4 separate regions of the Mus musculus genome follow, and all the other regions are linked to region 2. Evidence: chromatin contacts called from public Hi-C and HiChIP or PLAC-seq data. All regions are on one chromosome and are shown on one strand. The core of a region is the stretch at or near the end of the contact, and the rest is flanking DNA. Distances in the headings are between cores, read along the strand shown. Region 1 has its middle 28 kb from the start of Cnpy1. Region 2 holds the start of Paxip1 (PAX interacting (with transcription-activation domain) protein 1). Region 3 holds the start of Cnpy1 (canopy FGF signaling regulator 1). Region 4 has its middle 34 kb from the start of Gm35524.

What was found. Hi-C and Micro-C count contacts between places; a contact is called where the count stands out from the background. HiChIP or PLAC-seq counts read pairs in DNA pulled down with a chosen protein or histone mark.
Region 1: a Hi-C map of cerebellum shows a contact between it and region 2, with 2.1 times the contacts expected there. The contact joins the enhancer-like site here to the promoter of Paxip1 in region 2. A contact is called at or near these places in 5 of 39 promoter capture datasets (the 3T3-L1 cell line, HPC-7-derived erythroid cells, cranial neural crest and 1 more), 2 of 484 Hi-C or Micro-C datasets (cerebellar granule neurons and cerebellum) and 3 of 115 datasets of contacts at active chromatin or transcription factors (embryonic stem cells and stem cell-derived neural progenitor cells).
Region 3: an H3K4me3 HiChIP or PLAC-seq map of embryonic stem cells shows a contact between it and region 2, with 14 times the contacts expected there. The contact joins the promoter of Cnpy1 here to the promoter of Paxip1 in region 2. A contact is called at or near these places in 3 of 39 promoter capture datasets (cranial neural crest, neural stem cells and second pharyngeal arch cranial neural crest), 6 of 484 Hi-C or Micro-C datasets (all in embryonic stem cells) and 6 of 115 datasets of contacts at active chromatin or transcription factors (embryonic stem cells, large pre-B cells and stem cell-derived neural progenitor cells).
Region 4: a contact with region 2 is called in an H3K4me3 HiChIP or PLAC-seq map of bone marrow-derived macrophages, with 2.9 times the contacts expected there. The contact joins the enhancer-like site here to the promoter of Paxip1 in region 2. A contact is called at or near these places in 1 of 39 promoter capture datasets (cranial neural crest), 2 of 484 Hi-C or Micro-C datasets (B cells and CD8 T cells) and 7 of 115 datasets of contacts at active chromatin or transcription factors (bone marrow-derived macrophages, embryonic forebrain, embryonic limb bud and 4 more).

Annotation. Positions count from the first base shown.
Region 1 is chr5:28,236,544-28,239,913 of GRCm38.p6, reverse strand. It overlaps a transcript of Cnpy1 not described here. Among named protein-coding and RNA genes, the nearest start is that of Cnpy1, 28 kb to the right of the region's middle. Within about 2 kb of position 1,508, at least 19 of the 459 cell types and tissues checked have an H3K27ac peak or open chromatin away from gene starts, as enhancers often do. A contact at or near this core is called in cerebellar granule neurons and cerebellum, where this site is marked.
Region 2 is chr5:27,790,222-27,793,640 of GRCm38.p6, reverse strand. Paxip1 (PAX interacting (with transcription-activation domain) protein 1) reads left to right here and starts at 2,091. Exons shown (of 21, transcript NM_018878.3): 1 at 2,091-2,442. The coding sequence starts at 2,362.
Region 3 is chr5:28,208,464-28,211,903 of GRCm38.p6, reverse strand. It overlaps Cnpy1 (canopy FGF signaling regulator 1), which reads left to right and starts at 1,736. Exons shown (of 3, transcript NM_001310511.1): 1 at 1,736-2,780. The coding sequence starts at 2,631.
Region 4 is chr5:28,257,824-28,261,088 of GRCm38.p6, reverse strand. No RefSeq gene overlaps it. Among named protein-coding and RNA genes, the nearest start is that of Gm35524, 34 kb to the left of the region's middle. Within about 2 kb of position 1,493, at least 23 of the 459 cell types and tissues checked have an H3K27ac peak or open chromatin away from gene starts, as enhancers often do. A contact at or near this core is called in bone marrow-derived macrophages and memory CD8 T cells, where this site is marked.

The DNA of each region.
Region 1 (3,370 bases), core at 259-2,758, 450 kb before region 2:
AGGCCACACGACCACTACAGTAGTGTGGTAGACAATGCCAGGATGAGTCAGAGTATCCAGAGCTCACAGAGCAGGGAAAGAAGAGACATGGGTGGTCAGTTTAAGTGGCTGCACTTGAGTTCCACATGAAGTCTGGGGATATAGGAGCTAAATGTCTCCTCCACACTCATTAATCTTCAGGAACAAAGATGGACATCAATTGGCAGGAAAGGGGCTGCAGTGCGGGGAGATGGCAGAATTGCCTTCTAGTTTGTGCTGTTATTTATCCCTTGGGAGAGCCTCTTTATCACCACCCTGAGTGTCCACCCCATGCAAGAGATAATAGGGATTTTATTTGGGGCTTGGCTGTGGGGGCAGCAGACTCCAGTTCCTCACCTCACAGAGATGTTCCTCTGATCAGTCCCCTCTTCTCCAGTGCAGTCACACCAGGAACAGAAACAGCCACAGGAAATTCTCTTTCAATCCACTTTTCAATCCACTGAAATGGCCCAGATGTTCAACATGGTGGTGGGCAAGACCTGATGGGCATAGCTATCTGACTCTTCAGCACCAGGACGGACACCCTATGTCTGCGTGATGCCTGATACCAACACAGGGAGCTTACCTCTAATCCCTTTGTTTAGGTCAGCCTGGCACCCTGATCACTAGGGCTGTCTCAGACTTCCTCATCTCCCACGTCCCTAGAAGAACCTACAAGTCCACATCCCGAGAGAACCTGAAGAGATGGAGCTTCCATTCATCCACTGTCCTCTGTGGCTTAGGAGTATCCAGTGCTTGCTGGCACTGTGCCTACAGCCCTGCGCACCTCCTTGCACATTCACACGTGATCTAGAGTCTTGTCACCTGCAAGTCTCCATGCTAACCCTTGCGATCCAACAGAGGAGACCTCCAAAGTGCCTAGGCCCTGCCATCAGGGCTCTTTCAAGGCCAGTGCAGCTGGATTGTACACTGAGCTGGGAACAGGTTTAGCCCTGGTCCCAGCAGCCAGGCTCCCTTCCTGATTAGCTTCTTGCTAGCAAGTCTGAAGTCACCAGGCAGACCATTAAGAGGACCAGAGTTAGTGAGAGCAAGGGTTCCAGGCAGTGACTTGTCTAAGTCCATATATGGATGTATATGTGCCTAGGTGTGTATGCTCAATTATATGTATGTGCATGTGTGTGTGCACCTGTATAAGTGTGTGTATGCATATCTGTATGTCTGCACATGTGTATAAGTGAATCTGTGTGAGCACATGTGCATGTGTGCATGTACACATGAGAATAAATGGGTGGCTACCAGAAACAGGCTCTTATTTGCCTTTCAGAGCAGAGACAGCCTAGGCACAACTGTGGATGGTGTGGCGCTCTGTTTTAGCTACAATGATGACACCTTGATTGATTAGGAAGCTCTTGGTATCCCAGAGCTGGGAAGGGAAGATAAGTCACATTTCCTGCTTATTGGGCAGGACTCACAGTCCTGTGGGGCTTGTGCTGTTCCAGGAAGAGCCAGCAGGCGGATCTTTCTCCCACTGCTTCTCATCCTCCCAGACCCCCTCAAAGGGTTAACAAGCTCCTCCCTCTCCCCAAACTTAGGGAATTTAACATTTGTGCCTTCTTCACCACTGTGGGGAGAGGCTTTGGATTAAAGGGGGGTGGGGAGTCTTAATCCTCCTCGTGGGCATTGGGACAGTGCGGAGCAGCCAGATCCTAACGTTTGGCCATTTGAAGGGAGGAAGAGCTTCCCCAGCAGAAGCAGGTAATTACAAACTTCTCAAAGAAAGCTCCCTGATCCCGAGATATTGTTCTCTGTTCAAAGATGCTCAGTTCCTTGCTTTGTCCTGTCTGATTTTGCATACTTCACCCATGGCCTCTCTTGAGCACATACAATAACTCCGCACTGTCCTGAAAATGGCCCAAACCTTCCCCCTTTTTGGAGAATGGCACACTCCAAGCCTAAGACAGCCTCATTTGTTGGCCCACTAAAAATGTCAGGCCCTGTTGGGTACCTGGCTCTTTCCTTCTCCCTCATCCTCCACCCTGGGCTTCCTGTGTAGAACTTCCTGAGTTTGCAGGATGGCTGCAGCAGGCAAGGGAAGCCTCCTGGAGACAGAGCTTCTGAGTCAGCTGTCACACTGTGTGCCTGAGAAGGCTGCCTCTGTCCCACTTATTCTTGGCCTTCAGACCTGCCGTGGACATTCTTTACAGACAGCATCTTCTTGTAAGTAGGAATGTGAGTGGTGCTCATGTGAATATTGGGGAGCTGATAATGAGGAGCAAAGGAGAGAGGAGCAATGTCTGTTTTCTGAAGATGGAATGAGGTAGATGTGCTCAAAGGAGTTGGTTCCCTGAGTTAGACCTTCCTTACAGTGTTCTCCTGGCCAGGGGGACACCCTGCTGCAGGCTGCATCCCACAGTACTATGAGGTTTATAATTCAAATTGTTCAGCTAGACATTTAAAAAACAAAACAAAACAAAACCCTAAAAACCTAGAATACTTCTGAGAGAGAAGCAGAAGGCATCATAAAATCAAACAGAGTCCTGGAGGCTCCAGAGCTGCTCGATGGGCAAAGTGCTTGCTATCCATACACAAGAGGTCCTCAGCACCGCATTAAAGCAGCAGGGCCTGTAATCTATGCTGAGAAGGCAGAGAGGCTCCCTCGGGCTTGCTGCCAGCTAGTCTGGGCAAACCCATGGGCTCCAGGGTCAGTGAAACACTGTCTCAGAAGACAAGGTTTGAACAATGGAGCGAGACAGCAGATGTCACACAAACTGTTCTATCTGAGGAGAGGGAAAGCCCCCTCTACAAGAGTGGTTTAAAGGCTAGGACCTAGAGGAAAGAGGCTAGAGAGATGGCTCAGTGGCTAAGAGTGTGTGCTGCTTTTACAGGGGACCCAAATTCCACCTATGTCAGGTGGCTCAAAACTATGTGTAACTCCAGCTCCCAGAAATGTAACACACTCTTCTGCTTCTATGGGCACCAGCACTTGTGTGTACACTCACACCCACACACACTCACACCCCCCACCACCACATAACTAAAAATTCTAAAAATAAATCATAAAAAAGCCTTAAACTGTTCATGGTGGTACAGGGTTTTAATCTCAGCAATCAGCAGACAGAGGCAAGCAGATCTCTCCGAGTTCAAGGCCAGCGTGGTCTGCATAGGAATTCCAGCCCAGCCAGAGCTACGTAGAAAGACCCTGTTTCAAAAAGCCTTAGCCACAGAGCCCACCTTCCTGACTGTCTTCTGCCAGAGGCATAGATAGAGCTCTCTTTGTCATGAGTGGCCTGAATTTTATTCAGAAGCTGTCTAAACTCTGCAGAGCACATCCCTAGACTTCAGTGGAAGCTGACTCCTGCTTATCACGTTGATCAGACATTCCACAGCACAT
Region 2 (3,419 bases), core at 842-3,341:
GCTGCCAATTATTTTCTGATCCGCAAATGGAGTCATGATATAAAGTTTAAGAAGCTAGGCTGCAGCCTATACATTTAAATTGAACTTAGTAATACCTAACTTGGGCTGGAGAGGTGGCTCAGTGGTTAAGAGCACCGACTGCTCTTCCATAGGCCCTGAGTTCAATTCCCAGCAACCACATGGTGCCTCACAACTATTTCTAAGGGAGTCTGATGCCCTCTTCTGGTGTGTCTGAAGAAAGCAATGGTGGTGTAATCATATACATAAAATAAATAAATCTTTTTAAAAAAATACCTAACTTTACTGGGTGTGTAGTCACCTAAACAGAACAACTAAATGAAAACACTGTATACTTATCCAAATGTATTTTTAGTTTATTAAAGATTTTTTAGTTCGTTTGCCTGCATAATTTGTATGTGTAGGGCTTCAGAACTCTTGTAACTGGAGGTGCAGACAGCTGGAAGTTCTCATACACATACATCATTCATACATAGAAACACACATGCACACACACTCTACTGACTTCCAAAGCGCCATAAGAAAATACTATCTCAATCATCTCCTTTGGTTTCTCATGGCAGAGGGGACTGTACTCCCATTACTGTGTTTTCTAGTTTCACATTCACTTTTTGCCTGTGCTTGTAGTACCCAGTGCTTGTAATAGTCTCAGACACCAGAAGGGTATTGGAGCTCCTGGAACTGAAGTTATAGGTGGCTGTGAACATCCGTGTGGATGTCAGGAATCAAATCTGGGTCCTTTGCTAGAGCAGTAAATGATCCTAATTGCCAAGCCATTTGTTTTTAACCTAACTGAACTCAGTTTATCCAACTTAAACAGGGTGCTTATTTTCTGATCGCTGTAAAACAAAATGGCTCTGCTCTGAGTTCGTTTGAGACTATAAGAACATCAACACCCGGGGGGGAGGGGGGGGCGCTGGGGAGATGGCTCAGCGGTTAAGAGCACTGACTGCTCTTCCAAAGGCCGAGTTCAAATCCCAGAAACCACAAGGTACAAGGTGGCTCACAACCATCAGTAATGAGATCTGATGCCCTCTTCTGATGTGTCTACAGTGTACGTACATATTATAATAATAAATACATCTTAAAAAAAAAAAAGAACAACACTCTATCTGCATGAAGGTCACAGAAAACACAAAACTTGATTAAAGAGCAGTATCACGAGTTGCGGGACTTGTCATTCTGCGAGCGCCCCACAGCAGTTTCAGCTTGTCATTGTTTCCTGTAACTTTACACATCCATATTTAATATAATTATCTGCTAAGATAATTTTTATAGATTTTGCTGTTTACCTTTAAAAACTATGTTGACCGAGGGTTGGACGGCTCAGCAGTTCAGAACACTTGGTTCTCTTGCAGCATCTCCAAATTTGGTTCCCAACACCCACGTGTCGTGTAACTTCAGTTCCAGGGGATCCTGAAGCCACCTTCTGACTGTTGTGGGCACCAGACACTCACAGGGTGCAGATACATACATGCAGGGAAAACTCCAATACACGTAGAAAAATGTACATTTATTTAGAGAGTGTGTGTGTAATGTGTGTACGTGTGTGCGCAACAGTGTGCTTGTGGAGGCCAGAGAACAACTTGCTGGAGCCGGTTCTTGCTTGCCATCACGTGTGTCCCAGGGATCGAACTCAGATTGGCGGCAGATGTCTGCCTGCTGAGCTATGTCGCCGGCTCCTACTTTGCTCTTAACCTGCCTCATCGAAGATCAGTTCCCCGCCAACTACCTCAGTAGATGCGGAAGGGGCAGACGAAGGAAAGTAACCATTAGCCAGGGTCTGCCTGACTCTGGGCCGGATCGCGTGCTGTCCAACAGCAGCGCTGGCGACAGCTGAAGAGCGAACGCTGGATTGTTCAGGTCCCCTTCCGTGCCGAGGCTCCGCCTCCTTGGCGCATGCGCTGTCAGGTGGCCGCACGGGGTGACGGGAGTCCCGCCCAGGACCCGCCCCCTGGCTAGTCCACTGCGGCCATGTGAGGGAAATAGTCTCTCTGTGTCCTCGGTTCTCGGTCGTGAAAACTCGGCCGGGACAAGGCTGCCATGTGCCGTACGAACTATTGTAGACCATCAGCACTGATGCCCGAAGCGGTGGTGTAAGGAGCGCTGTGCGGCGCGCAAGGCGGGAGGGTCCCACATACTCCCCTGCCGAGCTGGTGTGGTGGTACGTGCCTCAGGGCGCGCACGGCTCCCGCGCTCCGGGCCTCGGACGGGCGGGGGCGCGGGTCCGAGTGCAGCTGCGGCTGCGGGCCGGGCTGTGCCGCCGGGCAGTAGGCAGAGCTACGACGCTGGGCGCGGCGGGCCGGGTGACGCGGGGCCGGGCGCCGCCGCGCCGCCGCGATCATGTCGGAGCCGGCGCCCGAAGTTCCAGAGGAGCTATTCCGCGAGGTCAAGTACTACGCGGTGGGCGACATCGACCCGCAGGTACCGCCCGCGCGGGGCCCCTCTGCCGGGCCATTCCCCCCGCACGCCCCCGCCTCGTCGCGCGCGCGCCCTGCAGGACCCCAGGCCGGAGCCGCGGGGCACGCCGGGCAGCGAAGGGCCGCGGGAAGGGCCTCGCGAGCACCGACCTAGCGCAGCGGCCGGCCGAGCATCTTGCCGGGGCCCTGCTGAGCGTGTCCCTTGCCAAGGGGCCTGTCCTCCCGGCCCCTGATTTTTCCCTTAGGGTGGATTGTACGGTAGGTATGGAAGGTACCCTTGCTTACACGGTCACCGTGATTCGTGCGTGTGATCGTGGGTCTGAATCCATCCACAGGACAGTGGCTGTGATCGTGGTATCTTCAGGACAGTGCCCCAAACATTTCTTTTCTAAACTATGCTTACAGTTGTGTCGCCTTCGGTGTCTGGTAATGTAAGCTAAACGGGTCCTAAGGAAGGAATTGTCCAAGAGCCACTGAGCTTGGCTTTCCAGAGACTCATACTTGTATCCTAGTAACCAAAGTCCGTTGGGTCTTCGGTTGTGTGATCAGTGATTGTAGCTGACTTTTTCTAGTACCGATCACCCCACTACTACCACCACATTTCTTCTTTTACCCTTTCTTGTTCTTCGTTTTAGGACTTTTGCTCTTATAAGGGCCTTGGACTAAATGTCACTTAAAACCAAGAACACATTGAGCTGCGCTGTTTGCCCAACTATGTGTGAAATCTGAGTGCTTTAAAAAAATCCCCCTTGTAAGCCCTTGTATTCTGAAATAGTGCCTTCTTTAAAAGGTTTAGAGCCAGGGCACCCATTCTTTAAGTTTTGTAATACAGATTGAGGAAGCTCACAGGTGGTGAGCACCCCAGTACAGTCTGGGCATCGGGCCTGGTACACGGAGTGCCGTAGAAGAGTGCCCTTGAATACTGAGTCCTACAAATACAACAGGTGGAGGTGCTGGAGGTGTTGAGTGTTAAACGGATAT
Region 3 (3,440 bases), core at 487-2,986, 420 kb before region 2:
ACACAGCAGTGGTGATGGCGGCCTGTTCCATTCATATTTTAATGAGGCCAGTATCTCTGAGACAGTCCTTGCCTGCAGAGGCGAGGTTCCTGGAAGATCACAAAGGGAGTCGCTTTATTGACAAGTCCCATTCAAAACCTTCACTGTGTACAAAGAAAGACTTGGTTCTTATTCCACTTGTCTCACTACGTACTGCACTCTTAGAATCCGAACAATCGGGGGTAGGGGGTGGGGGTCAATTATTCTATGAACAGTCTTTAAATATACCAAAGGTGGGTCAGCTGAGTACAGTCATATTAATGTAATGTTAATACATGTATGAAGAGCTGTGATGAGAAACATCTTTTTAAAATGTTTTCCCAATACACGGTGCTTGGGGATTTTAAGATCAAAATTTGGAGATTCTTCGGTAAAATGACCTCAGCACTATCACGTTGGGAGGGCCCTTTCCCTTTCTGGAGATGCTTATCTAGCATCCTGTAAGCCCTCAGCAGCAACTGCGCCTGATTTTAAAGACTACTGCAAAAGGCTAGCTAGCTAACGCCATTCAAAAGCTGTCAATCTTCAGACTTAAAAAAAAAAAAGGGCAAAACAAAACCTGTAGAAATTCACGCGCGCGCGCGAACACACACACACACACACACACACACACACACACACACACACACACTATTTGTGCTAAAGGAGGGCACACTGCCTCCTTATCCAAAGGTGTAAGGTTATACTTTAAAACAAACTTCTAAGACTCAGCATTCTTCTGTACACAGCTCTAGGTATTAGGTCAACTTGAAAAGGGAACTAAAACAGAACAGTTTCTAAGGAGGCGAAGACACGCTTAGTATGTGAGGACCTTCCGACCTGGTAACCGGACTGGTCTTCCCAGGGCCCTTTCCCTATGCCTGAGACGTCCCACCCAAGACCCTTCCCCACTCCTACACAGAGCCTGCTTGCTTTTTTTCATGGGAGAGGGAAGGAGAGAATGAAATTCCTAGTTGCTGTTAGGTTTTTTTAAATGAATGACCCTCTTTCGCTGTGACTTAAAATCCTGCTTTGTGGACAACTATAAACTGACACTTTTACGTTAACAGTTAAGGAAAGATGCTCAACAGTCGGGCATCCCGGAAAATCCGAGCCCTCGTTGTGTTAAAGACCTGCTTTGAGTCTTTCGTGTGAGAATTCACCTTTGCGATCTCGCGCCTTTCCCAGTAAACTCTCCGAGTTTACCGGAGAGTCATCCGATTTTCAGTTGTGCCAGTAAACCTGTGAATTTCTTCTTTGCAACTTATAAAGCTTGAAAAGCACAGATAAAAATGCCATTTGTATTTGAAAGTGCCATTGTAGAATCTAGGTTTTTCACTGTAGACATTTATTTATTTTTAGTTTACTGAATTTGAAAAAAAAAAAACTTGACACCTGCTGTGAAGTGTTCTCATTTTAGTTCGCAGACGCATTTAATTAATTGCTCTTGCGAAGCAAGAGCCTTGAGAGTTCCCGGTGGCCTGAGGTTCACCTGGGCCGCAGCAGGTGCGGCGCGATCCTCGTGCTCCGTCCCTGCGCTCCGGGTAAAGTGCGTGCCTGGGGTCGGTTCCTGGTGGACGCTGGGGGCGGCGGCGATCAGGGAGTGTTCCTCTCGGGCTCCGCCATCCGCGCTTTCAAATTAATTGCGGATCGGCTTTGCGGCCAGATGGCGGGGAAACGTCGGGACCCTTTGTGCGCCCCGAGCGCGCCAGTGAATGTCGCGCAGTCGTTGGCACCGGAAGGGTTCACACTGCGTGTGAAAGGGGACAAAGGGAGCTGGATATATCAACACTGCAGAAACCGAGTTCATTTGTCATGCAGCCCCTTTCAGCGCAGTTGTCATGCAAACTTCCTTCTTTGATCAGCAGAGGGTGGAGAGAGAGAAAGCCCGCAAAGCCGCGGGCCCGGACGAACGCCCTTGGCGGCTCCACGCCCCTTCCGGAAGGAGCCGCAGGGACCCGGCCTCCTGCACCTTGACCCGTCTAGACGCCGCACAAGGTTTTGTCTCGGTTTCCAAGGGCGCGGGGTGCTCTTTGACCCGCGCCCGGGGCGGAGGTGGTGGCACGGATCCCAGCGCGCCCCGGCAGGTCCTGGAGGGAGAGGGGCTCCCGGGACGCGCGCCAGCTGTTCCCAGAGCAAGCCGAGGCCGATGAGGGGCAACCGGGCCCTGCTGCCCCTGACAACCTCGGTGTGGACCCCGCATAGCCTCCTCGGGAAGTCCGGAAGGCGAGGGGGGCAGCGCGACGCGGGATGGGCAGAAGTGTGGCTTCCCCACAGAACTGATGCGCTCTCGACGCCCCCCTCTCCTCCCATTTTCTGTGCTTCAGCCTCTACTCAACAACTTTTAAAAATTATCTTTAAGTACAGCTTCTAGATTTCTCTGTCTCTTACTGTCCACTGTCAAGCACGTTATTTTCTCACTAGAATTTAAGCCTGCTTTAAGCTGCATAAAGAATGATGCGGCTGCGGGAAGCCGTCCCTTCACTTGTTCACTGGACCCGCGTGGGCGTGGGCGTGGGCATGGGCAAGTGTCCTGGCTGGTTCTGTTCTTCTTGTAGGTTCCCCTGGCCCAGTCCGAGGCGTTCCTCATCGACCTTTTGGATAAAGTGTGTATGCGAATGAACGATTACCAGCTGGAGGACGACCCAGTGACCAAGCAGAAGTATTTCAGGAGATATGCTCCGAGGAAGGGAGACAAAATATACAAAGAATATAAAAAGTTCTTCTTTTATTCTGATGCCTTCAGACCTTTGAAATTCGCGGTAAGCCCCCTTCTAAGAGCCTGTTGGGGTTCCCCTTGCCTTCCTGGAGCTACTCTTGAGTGGTTGATGAACAGTGCACAGTCAGGTACACTCACAGCCCTGCTGTCCTGTGCTGCCCCTCAGCTTAAGTCTTCATTGAACACTTGGTGCTTTGGCTTGTGAGACATCTCAGGGGTGGTGGCATGCTTCGGTGATCTGTGGGGAAGGTGAAGGGAGTTTTATAAAAGCAAGGTGCCTTGTGTCCCCTGTCCTGGGGACATGGACACCATTTGCACATTGCTTGTCTGGGTATTCTGCTGGTATGGAGAGCCTTTCTTGTTGCCTAAGGAAGCAGGGGTTGTGGTTTCTCAGCTGAAATCCGAATGGAGGCCAAGAGTCGTTAACAAATATATATATAGAGAGAGATAAATGTTGGAGCTGTGGCCCCAAAATCCTTTCTCCCACCCCCACAGGCTTCTCGGGAAGAGTGTTTTCCTAGGGTTAATTCAAGTTTTGTATCTCAGGCTAGGCTACACCAAGTGGGTCAAGAGCTAAAGCTAAATCAGCTAAAGCTGATTTTACAAAAAGTTAACCTCAGTCTTACTAGGGTGTGCCTTGAAAAAATACATTGCTGTAGAATCACACAGTGATGGGCAGGCCTTGTTTAAAAAAATTTATTAA
Region 4 (3,265 bases), core at 244-2,743, 470 kb before region 2:
GGCACAGGGGGATAATAAGTACAGGGTTGAGAGAGCGTCAGATTCCAAGAAGAATTCTATCCCTGGGTTTGCAGCCTTTCTGATGCTGCAGCCCTTTAATACAGTTTCTCATGTTGTGGTGACCCCTAGCCATAAAATTATTTTGGTTGCTACTTCATAACTGTAATTTTGCTACTTTTACAAATTATATTCAACCACTTTTGGAGATGGAAGTTTGTCAAAGTGGTCATGACTCACAGATTGAGAGCCATCTATCCAGTGGGAGCTGGAAGGAGTGTCGGGTAGAATGAGGTTGAGGTGAAGTGCTAAAGTGTGATGTTGAGGAGGGTGTAGGTTACACTCTTCCCCAGAGTTGGTCTCTCAGTCTCAGGGTCAGCTGGGCCTTTCTGTCCCACCCCAGCACATTACAGCAGCCTCCCAGGCCCCCCATAGGGCCCACCAGAGATGAAGCAGAGCTTCTAGCACCTCAAACAGGCCCTCTTACGCACAGACCCCGTACTGGTCATCTTTCTTTACTCTGATTTTATAAAACTTCTGCTCCTATGCAAATAGGAGGCCCAGCCTAGGGGACTGGCTGCTGCCTGTAGGGGTGTGCTGAGGGCCAGCTGCCCAAGAGGGAATATGCCTATGAAGGCAGCTGCCTGAGGAAGCCTACAGCACCAGGTTCCAAGTCTTCCAGAGGGAGAGGTAGTGCAAGGAGCAGCTGACGCAGAGAACATGGGCCCTTGGGGCTGGCAAGAGGAGGCATAAACTGGGAGGGTTTAGAAGGCAGAATAAAAACTCCTGTTACCTTTTCCCTCTTCTCCCTGTGCTGTGTGCAGTGTGAGTGGGGTTTCAGAGCCTTGGTGCGGATTTTAATTAAACATGTGTTGGAGGTGCTCTGTGCATTTGAAGATGCCAATGAGTTCAGAACACACCCAGCATGGGCTGGGCACAGGGTCATGTGGGCAAATAGCCCAAAATCTGGGTGAGGAGTTAGAAACTATATAAGGTCCCAGCATGGGCACCCCCTCCCCAGTTCATTTGTTTCTTTGTTTGTGTGTGTGTGTGTTTGTGGTGTATATATGTTCATGCAGGATCATACTTGTGGAGGCCAGAGGTTAAGGCTGGCTGTTTTCTGAGTTTCTCTCCATCTTAGTTTTTGAAACAGGGTGTCTCACTGAATCTGGAGCTCACCAGTTCAGCTAGACTAGCTGGCCATTAACCCACTGGGATCCCTTCTATCTCTGCCTCCCCTCTGGGATTACAGGTGCATGCTGCTGTGCCAGGCTTTTCACTTTTGTTCTGGGGATTAAAAACTCAGGTGGTCACACTCCTTACACTTCTCCTCACATTTCCCCTTACACTTCCCCTCACATTTCCCCTTACATTTTCCCTCACACTTCCCCTCACACTTCTTCTTCATACCCCTCCCCCCATACTCCCCTCTCACACTTCCCCTTCACACTTCCCCCTCACACTTCCTCCTCACACTTCCCCATCATACTTCCTCCTCACACTTCCCTTTCACGTTTCCTCCTCATACTACCCACTCATACTTCCTCCTCACACTTCCCTCTCATACTTCCCCTTCACACTTCCTCCTCACACTTTCCCTCACACTTCCCCCTCACACTTTCTCTTCACACTTCTCCCTACAACTTTCCCCCTCAACACTTTCTTCTCACACTTGCACAGCCAGCACTTTACTGTCTGGGCTGCCTCTCTCACCCACATTGTTCTCAGTGGCAAACTCACCAATAGCTGCTTCCATTTCTATTTGAAGCAAGCCCACCTAGGAGAACTGGATGGGAATGACTCCTGGTTTGGTTTGAGTCCCTGTCTCCATGCAGATGACTTCAAGCAGACAGCAGGTACCTCAAAATACCAGAGGCAGTGCCACTCTGTGTCTTGAGGCAATCCTAATTCTCTCTCATAGATAAACAGAAATGGACGCCTATCATCATCCAAAGGGAAAGAAAACACTTGCTGTCCCATTTAGGGGGTGACACCTGGGGCAGAGGGTGGAGCAGCATTCTGCTCCACGTCTATACTCTTGATTATTGCTGTCACTGAGGGGCTGCTTGCTGAGTATGCAGTCCTGACTTGGTTTCCCCTCCAGCGATGCTGCAGATGTTGATTCTGCATCCAAGGAGGCAGGCTGTTCTTAAAGCTGATGAGACTGGTAAGCAAAGCCAGGTGGAACCCTGTTCCACACCTGCAACACTGGAGGAGTATCTTATGGGAGTTGTCTCACAAGCTTGTAAGGTGGGACCCCAGCCTGTGGGTAACCTGCTGATGCCCACTGTGCTGTGAAGTCCTAAAAGCTTTGGTCTCAGGAAGGTCTCAGTCTGGAGGCAGCACCAATGCCAGTACCTCTCAAATCAGCCGTCAGAATCCATTGTCCCAGCTGTGTGCTCCTCGATCTGGAAGGCAGAGCTGAAGCTGCTCTGTGCTGTTTTTTTCTGCACATTTCTTTGTAAAGGGTCAGCTAGAAGGCAGCTTAGATCCCACAGGCTGGGCAGTCTTTACACTATTAAGACTTTTCTCTCTATACCACAAAAGCCACCTCCAAAATCCTAACTGGGTCAACAACATGGGTCGAACATGATGAACATGCTTGGTACCAAGCCCAGTAACCTGGGTTTAATCCCCAAAACCCACATGGAGGAAGGCAAAAACTAATTCGTAAAGTTGTCCTCTACTCTCCATACATGCACTGTGACATGTATACCCTCTCCAGAGTGAGATAACTAAACGTAATAAAAAGAAAATCTGTAAACACTTGAGCATGCCTATGTTCCAATAAACCTTTATTTATAAGAGCAAGTGGAGGAGCTTAATTTGACCTGTGCTTGGTAGCTTCCCAGCCCTGTTGTACAGGTTCTGGATCTACCCGCAACTGTTTCTCAGTTGCCCCATGCATGTACCCTCTTTATTCAGAACTCACTCACCTCTCTGCCACACCACTTCTTCGTCCTGGGGACTCAGTTTAAGACATGTGGAATTATCATCCCATTCCTCAGGTAAGGCCTGGGCATGCCCTTCCCCAGAGTCCTGCAGTTGCAGTGCTGGGTACCAGGCTGGCTCCATGCCTGCATCCTTGCTCCTGCTGGCTTGCATCTCTACTGCCTAGCTGAATGCTGGAGGGGAAAGAAGAGCTTGGAGGAGGTGGTAGAGAAACAAACGTACTGGCAAGCCACCTAACCCTTGGGAGACAGAAACCCCTGTGGAAAGGAAACTATTCTTCTCTTTGGTAACTAACTCCGCCCAGACCCCACCTGTT